Regions from separate parts of the Mus musculus genome. Here region 1 is linked to region 2. Evidence: chromatin contacts called from public promoter capture Hi-C data. All regions are on one chromosome and are shown on one strand. The core of a region is the stretch at or near the end of the contact, and the rest is flanking DNA. Distances in the headings are between cores, read along the strand shown.

Evidence for each region. Promoter capture Hi-C pulls out the DNA fragments that hold promoters and counts their contacts.
Region 1: a promoter capture Hi-C map of cranial neural crest shows a contact between it and region 2. The contact joins the promoter of Cyp4x1 here to the promoter of Slc5a9 in region 2. A contact is called at or near these places in 2 of 39 promoter capture datasets (cranial neural crest and frontonasal cranial neural crest).

The regions. Positions count from the first base shown.
Region 1 is chr4:115,132,599-115,137,526 of GRCm38.p6, forward strand. It overlaps Cyp4x1 (cytochrome P450, family 4, subfamily x, polypeptide 1), which reads right to left and starts at 1,481. Exons shown (of 12, transcript NM_001003947.2): 1 at 1,203-1,481. The coding sequence starts at 1,379. Cyp4x1os (cytochrome P450, family 4, subfamily x, polypeptide 1, opposite strand) reads left to right here and starts at 1,234. Exons shown (of 4, transcript NR_131922.1): 1 at 1,234-1,808; 2 at 1,907-2,017; 3 at 2,302-2,366; 4 at 4,015-4,928.
Region 2 is chr4:111,898,979-111,904,604 of GRCm38.p6, forward strand. Slc5a9 (solute carrier family 5 (sodium/glucose cotransporter), member 9) reads right to left here and starts at 3,818. Exons shown (of 15, transcript NM_145551.4): 1 at 3,737-3,818.

The sequences.
Region 1 (4,928 bases), core at 231-2,730, 3.2 Mb after region 2:
GCATGATGGTTCATGACTGTGATCACTTGGGAGGCAGAGGTAGAAGGACCACTGCAAGTTTGAAGACAGCTTGGGCTATATAGTGAGTTCCAGGACAGCCTGGGCTATAGTGATTGACTGTCCACATCAAACCTAAAATCCAAACTCCCAATCAAAACATTTTAACAAAGAAAAGAGAGAGAATAAAGAGAGAGGGAAAGGAAGAAAGAAAAAAAGAAAGAAAGAAAGAAAGAAAGAAGGGAAGAAAGAAAGAAAGGAAGGAAGGAAGGAAGGAAGAGAGAAAGAAAAGACAAGAGAGCATGGTTTATGTGCATCTGAGTGTATCTGAAGGGACCTCGAGTCACCACATGGCACATGGAAATGATACATGGCAGAGATATAATATAATAATATAATATATATAATATAGTCGAGGAAGCCAAGGAGCAAAATCCCCAGGGCAGACTTTCCAGCCCACCCATTCCTGGAGAGTTTGTGCAGGCGCTTCACAGCTAGTGGTTCTTTCTTCCCCCAGGGATCCTAGGAGGAGGCACACCATCCCTCCAAGCCAGGATTTTCATTTTCTCTTAGTGCTCAAGTCTGTACCTTACTTGGGCCCGTCAGGGAAAAGACTCACTTTCCTTTTGTAGACCTAGGACTTAGCACACACAGCTGCTACTCCCAATGTGTTGACAGAATTTATCAGTCTGGGTAGGAAGTGGATTTGAAAACAGGAGACATGGAACAAGTGATATGGCAAGTGATAGGGCAATCAGTATCCGCAGAGCAATGGGGTGCGGCCCCTCCCGCTTTTACAGGAAGCTTTAAAAAGACATTTTTTTTTTCCTGGCCTGAATGAACCAAGGGGTCAACTATTGCTATCGCTTTTGAACATTTTCTACAACTAAGTATGAGTTAGAGCAACACACTGAGTGTTAAACAATACACGCAGAAGACATACCAAGGCGACTGGAGACTGAGCTGACACCTAGTGCTCTTTTACAATATTCACGTTTCCCAAATAACCTCCCTGTCTAGTAACCCTTCCGCGGGGGAATGCGAGAGTTCCTAGTATTGCAGAGGAGCTGAGAGCCACCCTACCCTCCCCCATCCCCCAGGCTGGAAGTCCTAGAATAGCTCAAAACTGCATGGGAGGGATGGAAGCAGAGGCTAGGCTATTGGCTTCCTCGGCAGCATCCTGCTGCGCCCCTCCCTCCATCTACCTTCTGGTGTCCCAGGAGCCAGTGGGCGGGAGGCCCCGGGAAGGGGCTCAGGTCGCGCAGCAGTCGCTGTCTCCGCAGGTAGAGCTTCATGGCCTGCATCAGCACCAGCGCCAGGCAGAACACCAAAGCCAGGTGCAAGGGCCGCGCCCAACGAGTCTCCAGCCAGGAGGCCTCCATCACTCTGAGCTCGCTTTTCGGCGGGCAGTGGGTGGGTGGAGGATATGGTAGTGGTGGTGGGAAGCTCTTAGCTTTCTCCAGCCCGGAGCTGGCGTGAACCACCCAGCCCCCTCCCCAGTGAGCCCTGGTGTAACTGAGGTGGGGGAGGGGCAGCTCCTGCCTGGGAAGAAGATGCTGGTCCTTCGGGATTTCCAGTCTGCGCTATCCATTCGCTGGTGCACGCTTGGATTCAGGCAGACAGACTTCGTTCGCGGAGTGTCTTATTTTAAGTTTGACAGTTTCCAATCGCGGAAGATCTGAATTTAGACTTTGAAATAATGCTCAGGCTGATGTAATTATTTCTCTTCCTTGTCACGAACGAAAATAAACTGCTATGCGAAATGACCTGCTTTCCCACTCTGGAAATCTATGAGCAGCCACAGGAACTAGGTGGGAGCCGAGGAGGGCATGGCCACCATACATGTGCAGTGTGGCCTGCCAAACTGTGCATGTGAATGTTTTCCCTTGTTCTTCATCCCGATTTCTAGAGTGCACCAAGGTCCACCGTGGCTCCTTTCAAGCTGTGTCAGAGTACCAAACCCCCGAGATGAGAAGAGACAGACAGTGGTGCACCACTACAGAGTATTTCTATTATTCAGGTACAATCAGTCCATTTATTTATGCTAAGGCAGACCTATGGTAGTGCTGGAGTTACAGCCCTGAACAATAGATTAAATCTCAGTTACCAACTCCCTATTTTCTTCCTTGTCAACGTCCCCACTCCTGACTTCTCTGTCCCCATCCCAACCTCTGAAGACAGAATATTTTTTGGTCAGGGAAGCAGTAACCACAGACTCCAGGGGGAAATGGCTTCATCTGGTCCACGTATTGATATTTTACACTTTTTTTTAGTGTTAGTAAGACTTTCACCTTCTTCTTTCAGGTTCTTCCTGTGCGGGGCTCCCTGCCCTATCATGACATGTCTCTCATAGGGAATACACGGTGAAGGTACTGGAGATTGTGAAGTTCCTTGCTCTATCCTCTGGGTTCTGATTGCTCTCAGCCTTGTGTCTTGTCTGCTCTGGTCTCTGGTTCCCTTTGGCTGACTGATAAACAACAGGGTGAGGGGTTGGGATGCTCCTGTGGCTACTGAGCAAATGGCCTAAGCCAGGATAGGAATGCCGAGGGAAGGATCACTTCTCAGTTTTTAACAAATTTTTAGCCATGCAGTGATGGTGCACGCCTTTAGTCCCAGCACTTGGGAGGCAGAGGATAGGTGAATTTCTGAGTTCGAGGCCAGCCTGGTCTACAGAGTGAGTTCTAGGATAGCCAGGGCTACACAGAGAAACCCTGTCTCAAAAACCAAAACAAACAAACAAAAAAAAAAAACAAAAAAAATTTTTTTAAATTGGCAATGATCTTGTATATTTTGCCACTTCAATAAATACAGCCTTACGTGTGTGTGTGTGTGTGTGTGTGTGTGTGTGTGTGTGTGTGTGTGTGTGTATAGTTACAATGATCCTGAAGCTGATCAGGAAATAAATTTCTTCAACTTATGAAATGAATACAGAAATGTTCTTAAAATTGTTACCCTTTTACAACAATATTGAGAAAGTGTATTTTTGCTAACCTGGTCTAAATCTGAGGCTTTTAATGTTATTGTAGAGTGAGAATAAGCAGTTGTTCTGTGCAAATAATCTTTAAATTATTTTAAGAAGTTTAAAATGTTTATTTATTATTATTCACGTGTGTTTGCATGCACAGAGGATGACTTCCTAGGAACTGGGTTTCTCCATCAGGTCCCTTGTCATCTCTGTTGTTCTGTTTCAGGGTGAGTCTCTTGTGCTCATTCCACCACTATCAGTGCTGAGATTACAGATGTTTGTGGCCAAGGGCTGGAACTCTGGTCATCAAGGCTGGGTATCAAGCCTTTTTACCTGCTGAGCCATCTTTCTGACACTAAATCATTCTCTTTTTTAAAATAACATTTTATTGATTATTAGGGGATTTCACATCATGTACCCCAATCACACTCACTTCCAAGTCCTCTCAGGTTTGCTTTCCCAATCTGTGACCTCCCCCACCCAATGTTAGTCCAATTTTTGTTGCCTATAGACTCACCGGAGCATGGTCAAACATCCAGTGTCCAGTTGCATAAGGAAACCTAATCTTTTTCTACCCACACCCTGCCAGAAGCCATCAAGTATGGAGCCACCTTTCTTCCTTCCTTCCTTCCTTCCTTCCTTCCTTCCTTCCTTCCTTCCTTCCTTCCTTCCTTCCTCCCTCCCTCCCTCCCTCCCTCCCTCCCTCCCTCCCTCCTCTCTCTCTCTCTCTCTCTCTCTCTCCCTTCCTCCCTCCCTCCCTCCCTCCCTTCCTTCCTTCCTTCCTTCCTTCCTTCCTTCCTTCCTTTCTTTCTTTTTTCTTTCTTTCTTTCTTTCTTTCTTTTGGTTTTCGAGACAGGGTTTCTCTGTGTAGCCCTGGCTGTCCTGGAACTCACTTTGTAGGCCAGGCTGGCCTCGAACTCAGAAATCTGCCTGCCTCTGCCTCCTGAGTGTTGGGATTAAAGGCATGCGTCACCACGCCCAGCATCACATTTCTTTTTTAAAAACATTGGATATTTTATTTATTTACATTTCAAATGTTATTCCCTTTCCAGGTCTCTCTTCTGGGAACTCCCTATCCCATCGTCCCTCCTCCTGCTTCTATGAGGGTGCTCACCTACTCTCCCACTCGCTCCTGCCTCCCTGCCCTGGCATTCCCCAACACTGGAGCATGGAGCCTTCCCAGGACCAAGGGCCTCTCCTACCATTGATGTCTGGCCAGGTCATCCTCTGCTACACATGCAGCTGGAGCCATGGATCCCTCCATGTGTACTCTTTGGTTGGTGGTTTAGTCCCTGGGAGCACTGGAGGATCTGGTTGGTTGATATTGTTGTTCCTAGTATAGATTACAAACCCCTTCAGCTCCTTCAGTCCTTTCTCTAACTCCTCCATTGGAGACCCTGTGATCAGTCCAATGGTTGGCTTTGAGCATCTGCCTCTGTATTTGCCAGGCTCTGACAATACCTCTTAGGAGACAGCTATATCAGGGTGGAGCTACATTTCAGCATCCTTATCACACATATTAAGAACTCTATTTGATGGTTTCCGGTCTTGGCTGTTACTTTTTATGTGGAGGGTTGGGGTAGGGTAAGGGTAAGGCTTGTCACTGAAGCTTTTAATGTCCTTTTTTCTCATCTGTGAGTCTGCAGTCATTGATTCTACTCCAAAAGCAGTTTACTTGCCCTTTGTAGACAGCAGTAGCATGGATAACACATTTCCACATGGTTTCTGGTACTAGCATGGATCATGGATGTGTACATGGTCTCCAGCCTCTTACATTCAGGAGCCCCATAAAAGTACTAAACTGAAAGCTATATTATATATGCAAAGGACCCAGTTCAGACCCATGTAGGCCCTGTGACTGCTGCTCCCCATCCCTGTGAGTTCATATGAGCCGACTCATTTGCTTTAGAGCACTTTGTTCTGGTGTCCTCTATCTGTCCGGTTTCCCCAACTCCTTCTGCCTCCT
Region 2 (5,626 bases), core at 2,568-5,067:
TAGAGGAGGAACTAAGGACAGTGAATGTGGAGCTGAGGCTGAAGTTCCAGTTTCTTAGTCATCAGTTTAATACAATTTTCCTTTACTCAATAAGAGGGAGAGGAGGGAAGGCAGAAGAGTCTATGACCATCTTTGTAAAGTCATTGCTGCCTCATAGACCTTCACCTCCAGTTCCCTGCTTCACAATGGAGGAAACAGAAACCTAGGGAAAGCTTAATTAAGTTTTCTTGCAAAGAATGGGGTCAACTGCATCAAGGCAGGCCAAATTTACATTTTCTGTACCCAATCCACACTTCCTGTCCTTGGCTATGGCAGGTGAAATGGTTGAGGTCAGAGTCTACCTGGGAAAAGGTAGCGTTCACTGAAGATCATCTTCTAAGATTTAGACAGCTGTGTTTCTGATCCCCACCATGTCTTTCTACCACATGTGTGATGATTTTGGGCAATTTGTTGCCTCTGAACTTAGGCATCCTTCTCATCAATGTGTACCCTGTACCCTGTTTACCTCACTGAAATAAGGAGATAAGAATATGCTCCCAGGATCCTCTTCAAACTCTGGGCTATTTTGTGCTCAGTGCTAAGACAGAAAACCAGTACTTGCAACCATTTAGCTAATGCCCCCCCCCCTAAACTAGGCATGAGACATGCCTGTTAATATCACCCTGTAATAGCTACATTTAGACCTTGCAGTCTGCAAGTGCTGTGTTTTGTTTCGGTGCATAAGCAGGCCAGTCTCTGGTTGGGGTTGGTAAAGGGGCCCCACTGACCATGCATCCCCACCTCAGTGTGCTGTGAGAAGCATAGACCTGGGTGTAGGGAACAGATTCTCTTTGCCTTTAATTAGAGGATAAAATATGTAAAAAGCAGAGATGTGCACTTCTTTTGGCTTGGTCCTCTAGCCTAGAATAACAAGTACAGGCTATCCAGAGCCATAAGGAGTTGGGCATGAATCTCCAGGGTAGCCAGTTGGAATAGGTACAGTAGAGTGTAACACCCATTTGGGTTAGAGGCCAGAAGGACAGAGTGGCAAATTTGTAGCAAAGGTGTCTTCCTCATGTATTTACACAAAAATAGGTATTTATGTAAATGAGAGGGGTGAGGAGCTTAGTCACTGTTAGCAATGTAAGAAACAAGTGAAGGACAATTCCTGGTGTACTCCTTGCAGATGGGGAACTAAGCTTGTGATTACATGAATGTTGTTCAGGAGGGATAGAAGCTAGGTGTGAGCTCAGGGTGTGAGAATGGCATAGTGCTGTCTGGGGCTCATTTCTTCAGAGAAAGATGAGAGTATAGAAGGGAGAAGAGAGCCAAACCCAGAAAGTTCTGCTCTCCCCATTTGGGAAGGCCATCTGGGCCCAGAGGGCTCTACTGTCTAATCACCCTATACCTTGTCCCCAGCAGCCCCCTCACAAATGCCTGAGGCTAAGCCCAAGTTTTGTTTCTGGTCTAATCCTAAACGGGCAGGTTTGGCCATAAAACATCAAAGCTATCAGAATATGGCAAGGAACACTGAATCCTGGAGCCCAAGGACCTGATGTGTCCTAGGGTCCCATTAAAGTACCCTGAACACTGCCAAGGACATGCCCAGGAAAATGCCAGCCTTCCAAGGACATGTGCAGGAAAGTGCCAGCCTTCTGCCTTTTCTCCAGTAAAACCTTCTTAGGAAGTTCTGTTCAAGTCAGAACTTCTGTGCCAAGAGCATCTCTCTTTCCACCTCTGCTTGCAGCTACCAGATTTTGCAGCAGCACTTCCGAGAATCCAACTATAAAAAGGACAGGATGCACAGGGAGGAGAAATCTGGCTGTTGAATAAAGACTAAATGAAGTATTGAACAGTCTGAGGTACTTGGCATCACAATTTCTGAGTAATATTTGAATTGGGGCTGTATGTTCAGACTGAAAATGTCAGAATTTCCATGTACCTTTCACCAGAAAATGACCTGAATTTTAATGTAGGAATATAAGAAGACTGTCCCAATGAACAACCAGCTTAAGAAAATTGCCTTTAGGATCACTTCCCTGAGTCCAGCCTACTCTGCCCTTCAGTACATGGGAAATCAGACCCATCTCCTGCATCTTAGCTGGGTATCCCTTAGGTTTTTGACTGGGTCCTTACTGAAGACTTTGGAATTCTTGGAATCCTTGCTAGAGTATTGGATTCCCCTAACTTCTCAGTCTCATCACTCTTGGCCATCTCCTACCATTTCAGTCCTTTTGGAAAGCTCATGTCTCCCATACTCTTAGCCTCTCCTGCTGTGTCTGTCATGTCATTTCCCCTTTGGTCATTCTGCAGGATACAAGTGAACAGGTTGTCTTGACAGCTATCTTGGGACCTTGGTCTATGGGTACCTTATGGGAGCTCTTCTTTTCCCCACAGCCATTAGAGTTGGGGTGAGAACCCTTCCTGTGCTTTCTTGCTGCTGAAGTATATGTTGGGGTGGGCAACACTGGGATGGGGCATACTTGCCTTATCTCTGGGATTTATCCACAGAAAAGATCAGTTGGGAGCTTTTGACCAAATGAAGGAACTGCCGATGGGGAGGCCTTGAGCACTTGGTGTCAGATGCTTGAGCATAAAGAGCATTACCCAGCCCTTCCCATTCCATGTACCATACAATTGGTCCTTTCATGAAAGGAAAGGACCTTTTATGCAGCTGCTTTTTGTTTCCTTATAGGGTTCCTTACCTCTGTAATGCTGGGCAGGCCCTGTGTACCTCCCACTGGCCTGCACCCAGGCTACTTACAAGTCCTTCCTGTAAAACCACTCTGCCAGGAATCCTGCTGACAACTTCCTTATTGACAATAAAGTATAGGAGACTAATGTTTAAGATTACTGCTTGTATTACTGGGTTACATACAGAGCAAACAGTGGCATTTGGACATGGATTTATTATTATTATTATTATTATTATTATTATTATTATTATTTTCAGGTGGAAAAATATTAGCTAACGCCTGGGCTGGTTTGGGTTTTGACTCTGGGCTTGGATGACTTTAAAAGCGCTCAGGACCATGGTCCCTTCTCTCCAGGCCCTCTGTCTCAAAGAGAGAACAGAGAAAAAATATCCTGCTTGTGGTTGGATAGAGATCTTCTCTGTCCTGTTCCTTCCAACTGAAGCTTGGAGCAGGTTGCAAATGCAGCCAAACTAGGAATAGGAAGCTCCCCAAGTTTGGGTCATGGTTCCATGGCAGTGATTACCACTGCAGTCTTCACTCAGCCCTCCTCCATGCCTTTGCAATTCTCAGACCTCCAACCCTGGGGATGCCATTTCCACATGTCTTTGTTCAGTTCAGTTCAAACCCAGATCTGATTCACTAACCAGGTCAGGCCCAGGTCAGGCTGTGCCATGAACAACTGCAGAGTACATTACTCCTAAGAGAGCAACACCAGCAGCACCCCACCACAGAACAAGGCTCTCTCATAGGGGCAAGTGTCAGAGAGGCAAGTCAGGATCCTGGCAAGCAAATCACATGGTCTTCAGGGCCAGAGTGGATACCTGCTGTGTTGCTCACTTGTCCCTATCTCCAGCTGTCAAAGGCCAAATTTCTGGGAGTCACCTGTGTCCAGATGGTTCCTGAGGAAGAAAGGAGACCCTATATACACAAGATAGATGCTTAATTGTAAGAGGAAAGGAGAAGTACATAGATGTGTAAGTCTGAGAAAGATGGCAACAGAATACCAGAAATGCAGAGGAAGGAAGAGAGAAAGACTTATACTCTACTCACCATAAACATACCTGCACAGCCTGGCCTAGTCAAAACCTCCTGGGCTCAGTGTCAAAGCTTCAAGCTCCTCAGTGCCAAGGCATGGTCTTTAACAACTTCTCTCAGTCACAGAAGACTGAGAAGGAGCCTGGCCCCTCCCCCAGAGGGTGGCAGGCAAGGCCCTGAATACCACCCCAGTCACTGGGCCTTGGTTTCTGAGGGACAGTCTCTGCTTTTGTGACAAGGTGTGGTTATGGGGTAAAGTAAACACACTCTGTAGGGGGTTCAGAGTTGCCCAGGCCCCCAGGGGAGGTGGGAAGGGAGACACAGCTCAGTGTGACACTCTGTCATTGTGGTCACAGCCTCCTCTCACACCTGGGCAAACTGGTTTCTCAAGGCAGGCAGGCAGTGTTTCAGTCTCCAGAAGAACAAATTCTGGGCTCTGATGTATAGCATGGCTTCTTTGCTTGATCAAGCATGTTGTATGCTTGAAGCCCAATAAGCAAGTATAGCTGGAGCATTGTAACCGCATGCTCCAAATGTGAGCTTGATGGAGCTAATCGTTTTACAACATAAAGTTATAAATGTTAAATGACTACATGGGATCATCTCATGACTTACAATTTCTTTATGTCAACTCTGTTTTTCTTTCAACATAATATCTTTATGATTCCTTGGGAATTTCATATCATGTACCCCAATCACACTCACTTCTCAGTCCTCCCTCTCTTCTCTTCCACTCTTGTGACCTCCCCTGAAAAGAAGAAAAAGAAAAAAAAAATGAAAAAGAAAAGTAAGTCCATTTTTTGTTGTTTCTATACTCACTGGAGCATAGTCAAATTCTACCTGGGCAGTGCTTCTCTACCTCTACCCCTGCCAGAGCCATCATTTATGAAGAGCTACATTTCAGCACCCTTATCACAAATTTTAAGGGCTTTCTTTGATAGCTCCCTTTGTAGGTTGTTACATTGTGTGGGGTAGGAATGGGTTGGAGGTAGGGGTTTCTATTTTCATCTTTCTCAACTGTTCATTTGCAGTCATCGATACTACTGTGAGACTGTCCTCCTTGTTCTTTATATTCAGCAGGAGCATAAATCCTGGGTTTTTTACATGGTTTCTGGCCACAGCACAGACCACAAATAGCACAGACCATAGAATCTTCACATGGTCTCTAGCATTAGCACTCACCATGGACCTCCTTGGACATCAACATGGCCCTCTGCCAAAGCACAGGCCATGGGTCAGCATGGCCTCTGGGAGAAGTACAGACCCCATGGTCCAAACCAGTAAGTTAACCATTATTCATCTGAAATATTATTTCCCTGTTCGGAGTCAGGGTACTCCTGCAGCTGTGCACCTGCTTCAGGGCCTGAGTGTGTACAAGCTCCAGGTGGCTTCACACCATCCTGCTGACCCTACTGTGTAACAACCTGTTCCTGAATGAACTGCAGCCCTCTCTCACACCCACCACAGCTGTCGAGTCAAGTTCTACCTCTTTTCACTGAGCATGCTCCACTGCGCTCTTCCATCTTTCTCACCTCTCCTCTAGTTCATCAAAGTGGGATCCGAAGCTGCAGAGTGTCACAATACACCCTTTTACACAAACAGCTTTACATGCAAATGTTCATTGCAATGAAGAATCATTGTTGATCTGGTTAAGAGCTCTGGATTCTGCTACACCATCAATTCTGAAACCCTAGTGGAGACTCCTCTCAAGTATCCTGCTGTTGCCTAGAACCATGTACAGCAGTACACTAGTACCTCACAGATGGCGTAGATGTTGGGGTGGATCAACTCAAAGCTCTGGATCTGGGCAGGGTAGTAACTGAGTTGGTTACTACCTCCCTTAAGTCAGCAAGGGCAGGACTAGCACTCCTGCTGTCACTGAGCTGCCTGTTAACTGTTTTCATAAGGCTGGAGAA